3 separate regions of the Mus musculus genome follow, and all the other regions are linked to region 3. Evidence: chromatin contacts called from public promoter capture Hi-C data. All regions are on one chromosome and are shown on one strand. The core of a region is the stretch at or near the end of the contact, and the rest is flanking DNA. Distances in the headings are between cores, read along the strand shown.

Region 1 (2,820 bases), core at 46-2,545, 320 kb after region 3:
TGGATGAAAGGATTTCTGTTGCCACTCAGATTTTAAACTTTTTTTGTTTTAAGAATCTTCGTGACTTTCATTTGTTTTATCTGAGTACAGAATTGACAGCAACTGGTAATATGAACTCTGTGTGCCATCAGTTTAAGAGATACCATTTTCTGTATATAAAATGATAAGATGTTGTGTTTGTCTTCTAAGCCAACATGTTGTATGTTCTTTTTTAATTTCAGAAATACTCCTTTTTTGCACTTTTGACTGATGTCTTAGAAATTGAAATCAAAGACAAATTTGCCAAGAGCCGGCCCATCATCAAACGCTTCCTGGGGAAACTAACCATTCCAGTGCAGAGGCTGCTGGAGCGGCAGGCTGGGTAACTAACTGCCCCTCACTTGCCTCTCTTCTGAGATTAGTTTTTGAGGAGACAGAAGTGAAGCTTGGTAGTCCCTGGGTGTGTCTTGTCGATAAGAAGTGGAATGTGTCTCTTTAATAAGTGCCCTTATGCTCAATAAAGTGCACTGGACCCAAAATACCTTGTTCCAATGATTCACCTCCTTGTGGTATCAATCCTTTCCCAAGTCTCACCTAGATAGCAGTCAGTGACCATTCTCCTGCTACTCGGCTGGTTCGAGGGCATGTTGAAATCTTGCTGTGACACCCTCTCATGAGAATGTTCCACCCTCATCTTATCCTGATAAATTCCATCCACAGGGCCTACCTTTATTCCTGAAACACAAAAACCAAACTTATTTGGAGACTTAGATTTAGTTTTTCACTCCTGTAAGCTGTCTATGTAAGTTGTGAGTAGTTAAGAAATACAACATGCCCCCACCCATTGTTATGTAATACATAGTTTTATATCGTGGCTACTAGCAAACTCAATACTGCAAGTACTCTGGGGCGGTATTAGGTCATTTTGTGTGTCTTTTTTTCACTTCAGAAGAACCTTTTGAATGTGTGGTAATATGAGCCCCCTCCTCATAGCGGCAGTGGGGGCAACCCCCTCGGATGCTGGGTTGTTACCCTGCCCATCGTTAGACTATTTCAGAGACTTGTCCACATAGTGTCAGCAACTCCCAGAGGTGGAGGGTGTGATGCTAGTCATTTCAGAGATGAGGCTCTCAGGCTGCAGGTGGGAGAGCCGAGATCTGAGCTCAGTCCCTCTGCTCTAGACCCGCTGCTCTCTGAAACATCTGGAGGACAAGTTGTAGTTGTTCCCTGCCCGGGAAGCTGGCCCTGCATATTCACTGCACTTTTTACACCTTGAGTTCTGCCTGTAAGTGTTGCCAGTGGAGACCTGACCCTCCACATTCACTTCAGGTTTCTGGGGTTTCTGTTTCCTCATCTGAAAACGATTACTCAGACTATGAGGCCCCTCTAGCCCCATCAAACTCACAGATTCTGATGGATTCTGTTCCGCTTGATTTTCAGAAGATGTGACCAGGGTGGGTGGACAGCCCACACAAAATAAAGCAATAATACAAAACTCTAGGAGCTTGGTTTATCTGATAAAAAGCTGAGACATGACAGTTATTTTTAAAGATAATAATTATAGCTTCTAGAAGATATATTTTGAGAACTTTTGAAATTATTCTTAGCGTGTATCAACAGTGAATGATTATGTTAGGAATCAACTGCAATAAAGCTAGTATATTTCTCACTTGATTTATATTAATTATAACCATCTAATTCAGGTACTATATCTGTATCCATTTATGTACTGATAGCAAGATTGATCAAGGAATGGCTTGAGCTTGTCAGTGGTGTTTGTGTTAGTCTTTTAAAGAGCTAAACACCCACGGGAGAGACAGACCCAGCTCTGTGTGTAGTGTAAGGAAGTCCAAAATGCATTCACAAAGTGTCAGAAGTGAGATGTCTTTCCATGAACAGGCTAAAAGCATTGCCATCGTACCAGATACTGGCATATGTTAAAATTTCTGACCTGATTATTGTTTTCTATTGAGTAATCAATACATCTTGAAAGGGCTGTACTTTGGTTAGTTACACATTTGGTGAACTGCAGCTATCTGAAATAGGTGATAGTGTCCAGGGCAGGGCTTTATGGGATAATCTACACTTCCTAATCTTTTTTTAAAGCATTTGTTTAACCGTAAAATTTTCCATGGCATGGCCAGCTTCCTTTCCAAAAGACTTGTCACGGTCCTATGGTTATCATTTTCTCCAATTAGTGGGAGAATGCCTCGGGCATCTAGAGAAAGTCTTTTGTTGTTTGTTTTTTATAATAGTAGTAATGTATAGCATATTCTTCGTAATGATACATCATAGCAGGAAGCAGCTTGAGTCTGGATGGGCTGGACAAACTCAGGAGGAGAACCGGGACCCACACTCCGTACAGAACACACTCTTCATGGAGGATCCAAGAGGCATAGGCCACTTTTCTGAACTGTGATATGGGAGAGTTGAATTGAGGATGTTTTTCTCAGTTAAAATTATTCCACGTAATGGTTCTTGTTTGGCAGTTAGTTATTATGTATCCATTAAGTGCCTACTAAATGTCAAGCACTGTGTTGGGCATTGGAGATGAGACAGTAACTAAAACAGATGTGTACAGTCCTTTCCTTATAACTCTTATAGAACACTCATTCTCTACCTTAAACATTGCTTTTGCAAATCTTCCCTCATTAGCATCACTAGTGGTTTTTGGCAGAAAATGGAGACGCAATCATTTTATTTTGACAAGAAAATGATGGATTTATTAGATGACTAGGTGTCAGAAAGTAGAGGCTAGGCCTTGGGATTTGCTGCTGGGCATACTCACCAGTGTGCAAGCACTTCTGTATGTCAGGGGCTCCCTGAATGGTGTGAATACAG
Region 2 (2,700 bases), core at 134-2,633, 470 kb after region 3:
AACGATCACAAGGAACTCCAAGAGGGCACTGGCTAAGCCTTGGTACTGACACTTTTGGATGCAGCTGCTGTTTCCTGGAAGAAAGTATGGGAACAATCTCATTGGTTTGTGGACACCTTAACATTTATGCTTCCCTGGCTAAAAAGATGCAACATTATCCATTTGACAACACTTAAAGAATCAATACATTATACTGAGGCCTGTCTAAATAACAACACAGACCTCATGAAATGGTTTTGATAACTTTAAATGCATGTGTCCTGGGACATACACTGCTTGGAAGGGCAAGCAGATGGCTTGAAGAAATCTTGGTTAAATGTGACAGGGGAAGAACATAAAATGGTTGCTAAGATGTTCTAAAAGCAAGAGAGTTCCACTCACAGAATTTTTCCCAATAGTTTTTTATACCTACTAAAAAAGTACCCTTCAGCAGTTCTAGATTCTATGTGTAGATGCTACATATAAACGTATAAGTAACCTAGGATCTTATATGTATGTAAACCTACTGTATCTAGCACGAAACTTTCAGTTTTTAAACAGTCTTCAATAGTTAACAGATCTGGGGGCCTGGGGGTGGAACTTAGAAGTGGAACCCTTGCTAAGCATGTGAAAGGCCCTGTGTTCTAACACTGCTAAGAAAGAAAGAGAGAGAGAGAGAGAGAGAGAGAGAGAGGGAGGGAGGGAGGGAGGGAGGGAGGGAGGGAGGAAGAAAGAAAGAAAGAAAGAAAGAAAGAAAGAAAGAAAGAAAGAAAGAAAGAAAGAAAGAAAGAAAGAAAGAAAGAAAGAAAGAAAGTAGCAATGGGCATTGAGCAGGTACAAGTTTTCCTCATTTCCCCTACCACAGTAAACCAGCAATTAGTTCATCTTCAGATTCTCCTACAGTGTCTTGAGCTAGTTAGTGTCTTAAGACATCCAGCTGTAGAGACTAGGATCCTGGAGTCCTATTTATGGCTTCAAGAACCCATAGCAAGCTGGAATCTCTATTTGTAGGGTAGGTTCAGGAGGTAAGGAAGAGGACAAGGAAGATTTGAAACACAGAACTTTAATCATCACAAGTCAAAGAGCCCGGACATCGGCTTCTTTCATCTCTTGTGTCCCGATACTTACACATCCCGGAACTACTCTGAAGGTGGAAAAAGTGGGAAAAGAGGCGCGGACCCCCCCCCCCCCCCAACCCGGCCTGCACACTGTCCAGTTCTAGGCTACATCCAGCAACCAAGTCTTCAGGCGCTCGGCGCTCCGCCCACTCCCCGCCCCCCTCCTGAGGCCCGGCCTCACAGCACGCGCTGCCGGCCGCCGCCCCGCCCCGCCCCCACGTGACAACCCCACCCTCCGTAATCGCTCCGATTGGCTCTTGGGCAGCAGAGGGCGGAGTCTGTGTCGAAGTACAGTGTCCCAGACGCGGCTGCACTTTTCAAACCTCAACTGTAAGAAGCGTCGGTCAGCGTCTGTGCGGTCGCCGCCGGGAGTCGCCTCACAGGGGCCTGGCTGACGGCGACCAGCCGTTGTGGGGAAGAGTGCGAGGTGAGCCCGTGTAGCCGTGGCCCGGTCGGAGGGAGGGCAGAACCCGCGACGGCGCGGAGCTGCGGCGGAGCGGTCGGTGTGGGGGCGCGGGGACCCTGCGGCGAGCCCGAAGGCCAGAGCCGGCGTCCCTGAGCGCGGCCATGCCCGATAGCCTCCGCGGCGTCTCGACGTGGTCCTCCGGGTGGCTCCGGGGCTCGCGTGCTGTGGGCGCGGGACGCCTTCACGTCGGGGCGGGTGGACGCGTCCGGCCAGCAGCCTGGGAGAAACTTTGCGGTCATCGCGTGGGCCGCTGTCAGTCCCGGCGTGGGGAGCCACAGCTGTTTCCGTGACTTTTTGGCTTTAAAGCAGTGGGAATTCTTCTGTACTTGTGACCCATCCTCAGACTAGACAGCCACATCATGGCCACGGTCTGGATCTTTATCCCGACTCGGCCTTACCGTGGGAAAAGCGCTTAATTTGGCTTCACTCTCGGGATATAGATGAGTGGAGACAAAGTTGAAAGAAACTTCACGGCCGGCCGGCTGGTGGCTAGTGGCCGTGGCTGTGCTGGGACTAGAGAAGCGCTGGCTTCAGCTTGCAAGTTGGAATTAAGAAATACTTCTGAAAGCCTAGGAATTTCAACCATAATCATTAGCTTGCAGTGTGACATTCACTGAGGGTTTGGCTGACGTCATGTTTACATACATGGTACCGATAACACCGAACCTCGCCGGCAGGTTTGATACCGTGTGGACTTTTTAAGTGTTCAAGACTGGGAGAGAGGCTGTGCCTTGAGCAGCAAGGTCTGCAGAGGTAACGAGGCAAGTGGAGGCATATGTAACATGGAATTTAGAACTCCAGGAGCACAGTTTTATTATGGAGAGATATAAACTCCTTTCTCATTGGTACAGTCTTCACAGTGAGATGCCCAGAAATGGTTTTCAACAACTTCATAAAAATTGAATCACAGTGCCTTAAAATTGTGTATATTAAAAAACACTAGTCCATGGAAATCGTGACCAAATTTTAGACCTGTCTTTTCACCTAATCTTTTTGATATTAATTTAATTTTTTGGTAGTTTTAATATTTCAAGTAATTGGTTTTTTTGAGATACACATACATTTTAGATAATTTTCTGGAATGAAGGTTTACTATTAAAGTAAATTTACTTACATGACAGTATGCTTAAGTTAGAG
Region 3 (2,809 bases), core at 94-2,593:
ACGGTTTATTTATTTACTTATTTTAGGTTTGAGGCAGGGTCTTGTGTAGCTCAAGCTTCCCTCAAACTCGATGTGAGGATGACTTTAAACTTCTCCTCAGGTCTCTACCTCCCAAGGCTAGAATTACAGGCACACACTACCAAATGGTCTTGGCAGGCACTCCGCTGTGCAATAACCCAGGTTCCTCCCATCTTAGGTCTTGTATGTTCCTTTCTACCTTCTGGCTTCAGTTCTCTCTCTTCAGATGACAAAATAGAATTTAGTCCTATGCAGGTGAAGTGCCTGCTTGTCTTCATCAAACCATGGACCAAGTCGTGTGCAAAAGGGGTTATTGGCATTAATCGTACTATGGCATTTGTAGCATAGACTGAGAGACACCACATTTGTATTCATGTCTCTAAAGGGTTTCTAGATATCTGCTGTCAGCATCAGAATGGATCTTACTGTCGCGGAGCATGCAATTTCTGTCGGAGGAAGGAAACGGGTGTGTGTTATGTCCCAAATGGTGCCTGGAAAGCAGCTAGTTTAAAATAGCCCTTTATTTGTCCCTGTGTATAATTCCCTAGCACGGGGGAAGTCCACAAACCAACCAACCAACCAACCAACAAAACCCCAAGAATCTGTGTTTGACCCACGTTGATTCACGTAGGGTTACAATCCTTTTGTTGGTGTTGTTGAGCCTAGCATAGTATCTTGGCTGTTGTGGGTGCCAAACACGACAATACTTAACAAACATCTATCTCCGCTCAAGCAAGAAACAGTGTACAAATACAAATGGAGACGCCTCACGTCCAGGAAGCAAACCAGGGAGGATAACAAGTGGCAGAAAACCATGCCTTAATGTTGAAAAAGCCTTCGCCAGGAACCTTCAACTAACTGTATACCTAAATGGGGAACAGCAACTAAAGTAGAGGTCTCAGCGGCTGGCCACCCTTCTGCAGCTGTGGTCCAACCAAGGCCAACTTAACCTGGCTTGTTTTCACAGCCAGGCAGGGTGCTGAAGCAAGGTAAACCGAGGCTCTAGAGGTCTCCAGGGCCGGACTGGACTCGGGCTGGGAGGGAAAGGAACCTTGTTCTGAGGCGTGGTCTCTCCCCCTAAGCCGCCCACCTCAGTTTCCTGTGTGGGCCCGGCAGCCTCACCCCTGATTCATCCAACAGCCCGTAGCTCGGTCCTCCAGGCAGCAAGTTTGTTTCCATGGAACTAAAACAGCTCTTTAAACCAACCCGCTCGCCAGCAGGGTTGCTCCGGCACGCAGGCGCACCCGAGGTGAGGCATGCCGGGAAGTGTAGTTTTCCCGGCCCAGCAGGGCCCTCCACTTGGGGAGGGACCCTGGCCGGAATCCCTCAGTGCTCCGGGAAACGCGAGACCACGTGACCCGGATGACGCCAAACTCCATTGTGTTTCCAGCAGAGCACGCTGGGAAACGTAGTTGCTGCCCTCTCCTCGATTGGGTCGGCTTTGCCCTAATTACTAGGCGCACCCTGCAGGAAGCAAGAAGAGGCCAAGATCAGATGTTTTCAGTTGTTGGAGAACCAGAGGACCAAATAACGTATGAACTATGAGAAACTAACAAATATTTTGTTAATGAACACAAGAATGTAAAAAAAATCAGCTCGTTCTTGTCAAAAGAATCCACTCGGTCCTCTTTCATAACGATCAGGTAGAGAGTAAGCCACGCAGACGCTACTCTCTAGTCTTCTGTCTCTTCAGCGTAGATTTTGATTCCTTGTTGACAGGTAAACGAAGCCGGTGGAAAGGGAGGAAGGAAGGGAAAGAAGGGAAAAGCCGGGGAAGGAGAAAAAAGGTGTCATGTTTTTCAGTTTTGCCTTAAAAGTGTTTACACTTCGTGAAAACCCTCCTATAGTTAAGAACGTGGTATTCAACTTCACCTGAGTTTCAGGACACAGGACCAAATGATTGGTACCCCACACAGGGCAATCAAAGCTCTTCCTTCTGGCTGAGGGAATAAACCTGATAAACCTAGTCTGAGAGTTGAGTCTGAGAGTTGTCACTTCGCAGGTGTCTTGACAGAAATGCTATTCTGATTCTTTTGGTGACTGGGGCCTCCTGAGCAGGGGGGAGGATACCTGCCCATTGAGCCACAGCTGTTAAGACATTCATAAGACTGTGAATGACCCATGAAAAGAAATGCCTTTGTTCAAAAACAACTTTAAACATAAAAATGAAAACGCATTAGTGCAAAAAAAAAAAAAAAAAAAAAAAAAGCTGGTAATTTTCAGTGTATATATGATTTCACTTCCATTCAACAAGATTTTTCTGTAGAACAGATGAAGGACACATGTATGCACTCCCCAGAAAAGCCTCAGGCTTTGGTGAGATGAGAAAATTCACAAGCTCACGTCTCCCGATTAGGCAGTAGTCAGAGAGTTAAACTGAATTAAGTCGGTGCCTTTCACTTCTTGTGTCCATCACCTGGCAAGTAAGAATTTAGGTCAAACAATTGCAAAGTTGGAGAAATGGATTTAAAATTTTCAATATTGATAATAAATTTATCAGCTAGAGATTCGGTTTCTCTTTAATTGAAAATTCATCACATTCAACATCTAATTTTGTGGTTGGTTTGGGTGGATATTTTTGTTTATTTGTTTGTTGGGTTTTTACTTTTTGAGAGTCATGTTAATATAGTCTAGGTTGGCCTTGAACTCAAGAAAATTCTCCTGTTTCAACCTCCTGAATGATAGTTTCAAACATATATTGCCATACTCTGCTTCTAATGTTGTCTTTGAAGAGACTAGACACACTTTATTTTTTTTGATCTCCCTCCAAATTTTCAACTAATTTTAAAAT

What was found. Promoter capture Hi-C pulls out the DNA fragments that hold promoters and counts their contacts. Capture Hi-C pulls out chosen DNA fragments and counts their contacts.
Region 1: a contact with region 3 is called in a promoter capture Hi-C map of embryonic stem cells, with 3 times the contacts expected there. The contact joins the enhancer-like site here to the promoter of Ccdc150 in region 3. A contact is called at or near these places in 11 of 39 promoter capture datasets (the 3T3-L1 cell line, cranial neural crest, embryonic stem cells and 4 more), 1 of 15 datasets of contacts at CTCF or cohesin (the NIH/3T3 cell line), 1 of 115 datasets of contacts at active chromatin or transcription factors (trophoblast stem cells) and 2 of 9 other capture datasets (liver and macrophages).
Region 2: a contact with region 3 is called in a promoter capture Hi-C map of adipose tissue, with 2.1 times the contacts expected there. The contact joins the promoter of Stk17b here to the promoter of Ccdc150 in region 3. A contact is called at or near these places in 7 of 39 promoter capture datasets (the 3T3-L1 cell line, 3T3-L1-derived adipocytes, cranial neural crest and 3 more), 2 of 484 Hi-C or Micro-C datasets (muscle stem cells and uterus), 1 of 115 datasets of contacts at active chromatin or transcription factors (stem cell-derived neural progenitor cells) and 1 of 9 other capture datasets (adipose tissue).

Annotation. Positions count from the first base shown.
Region 1 is chr1:53,928,511-53,931,330 of GRCm38.p6, reverse strand. It overlaps Hecw2 (HECT, C2 and WW domain containing E3 ubiquitin protein ligase 2), which reads left to right. Exons shown (of 29, transcript NM_001001883.3): 7 at 222-361. Among named protein-coding and RNA genes, the nearest start is that of Mir7681, 80 kb to the right of the region's middle. Within about 2 kb of position 1,295, at least 9 of the 459 cell types and tissues checked have an H3K27ac peak or open chromatin away from gene starts, as enhancers often do.
Region 2 is chr1:53,783,898-53,786,597 of GRCm38.p6, reverse strand. Stk17b (serine/threonine kinase 17b (apoptosis-inducing)) reads left to right here and starts at 1,383. Exons shown (of 8, transcript NM_133810.3): 1 at 1,383-1,524.
Region 3 is chr1:54,249,217-54,252,025 of GRCm38.p6, reverse strand. It overlaps Ccdc150 (coiled-coil domain containing 150), which reads right to left and starts at 1,343. Exons shown (of 28, transcript NM_030025.2): 1 at 1,141-1,343. The coding sequence starts at 1,197. Gm51622 (a long non-coding RNA gene) reads left to right here and starts at 1,413. Exons shown (of 3, transcript XR_003947818.1): 1 at 1,413-1,737.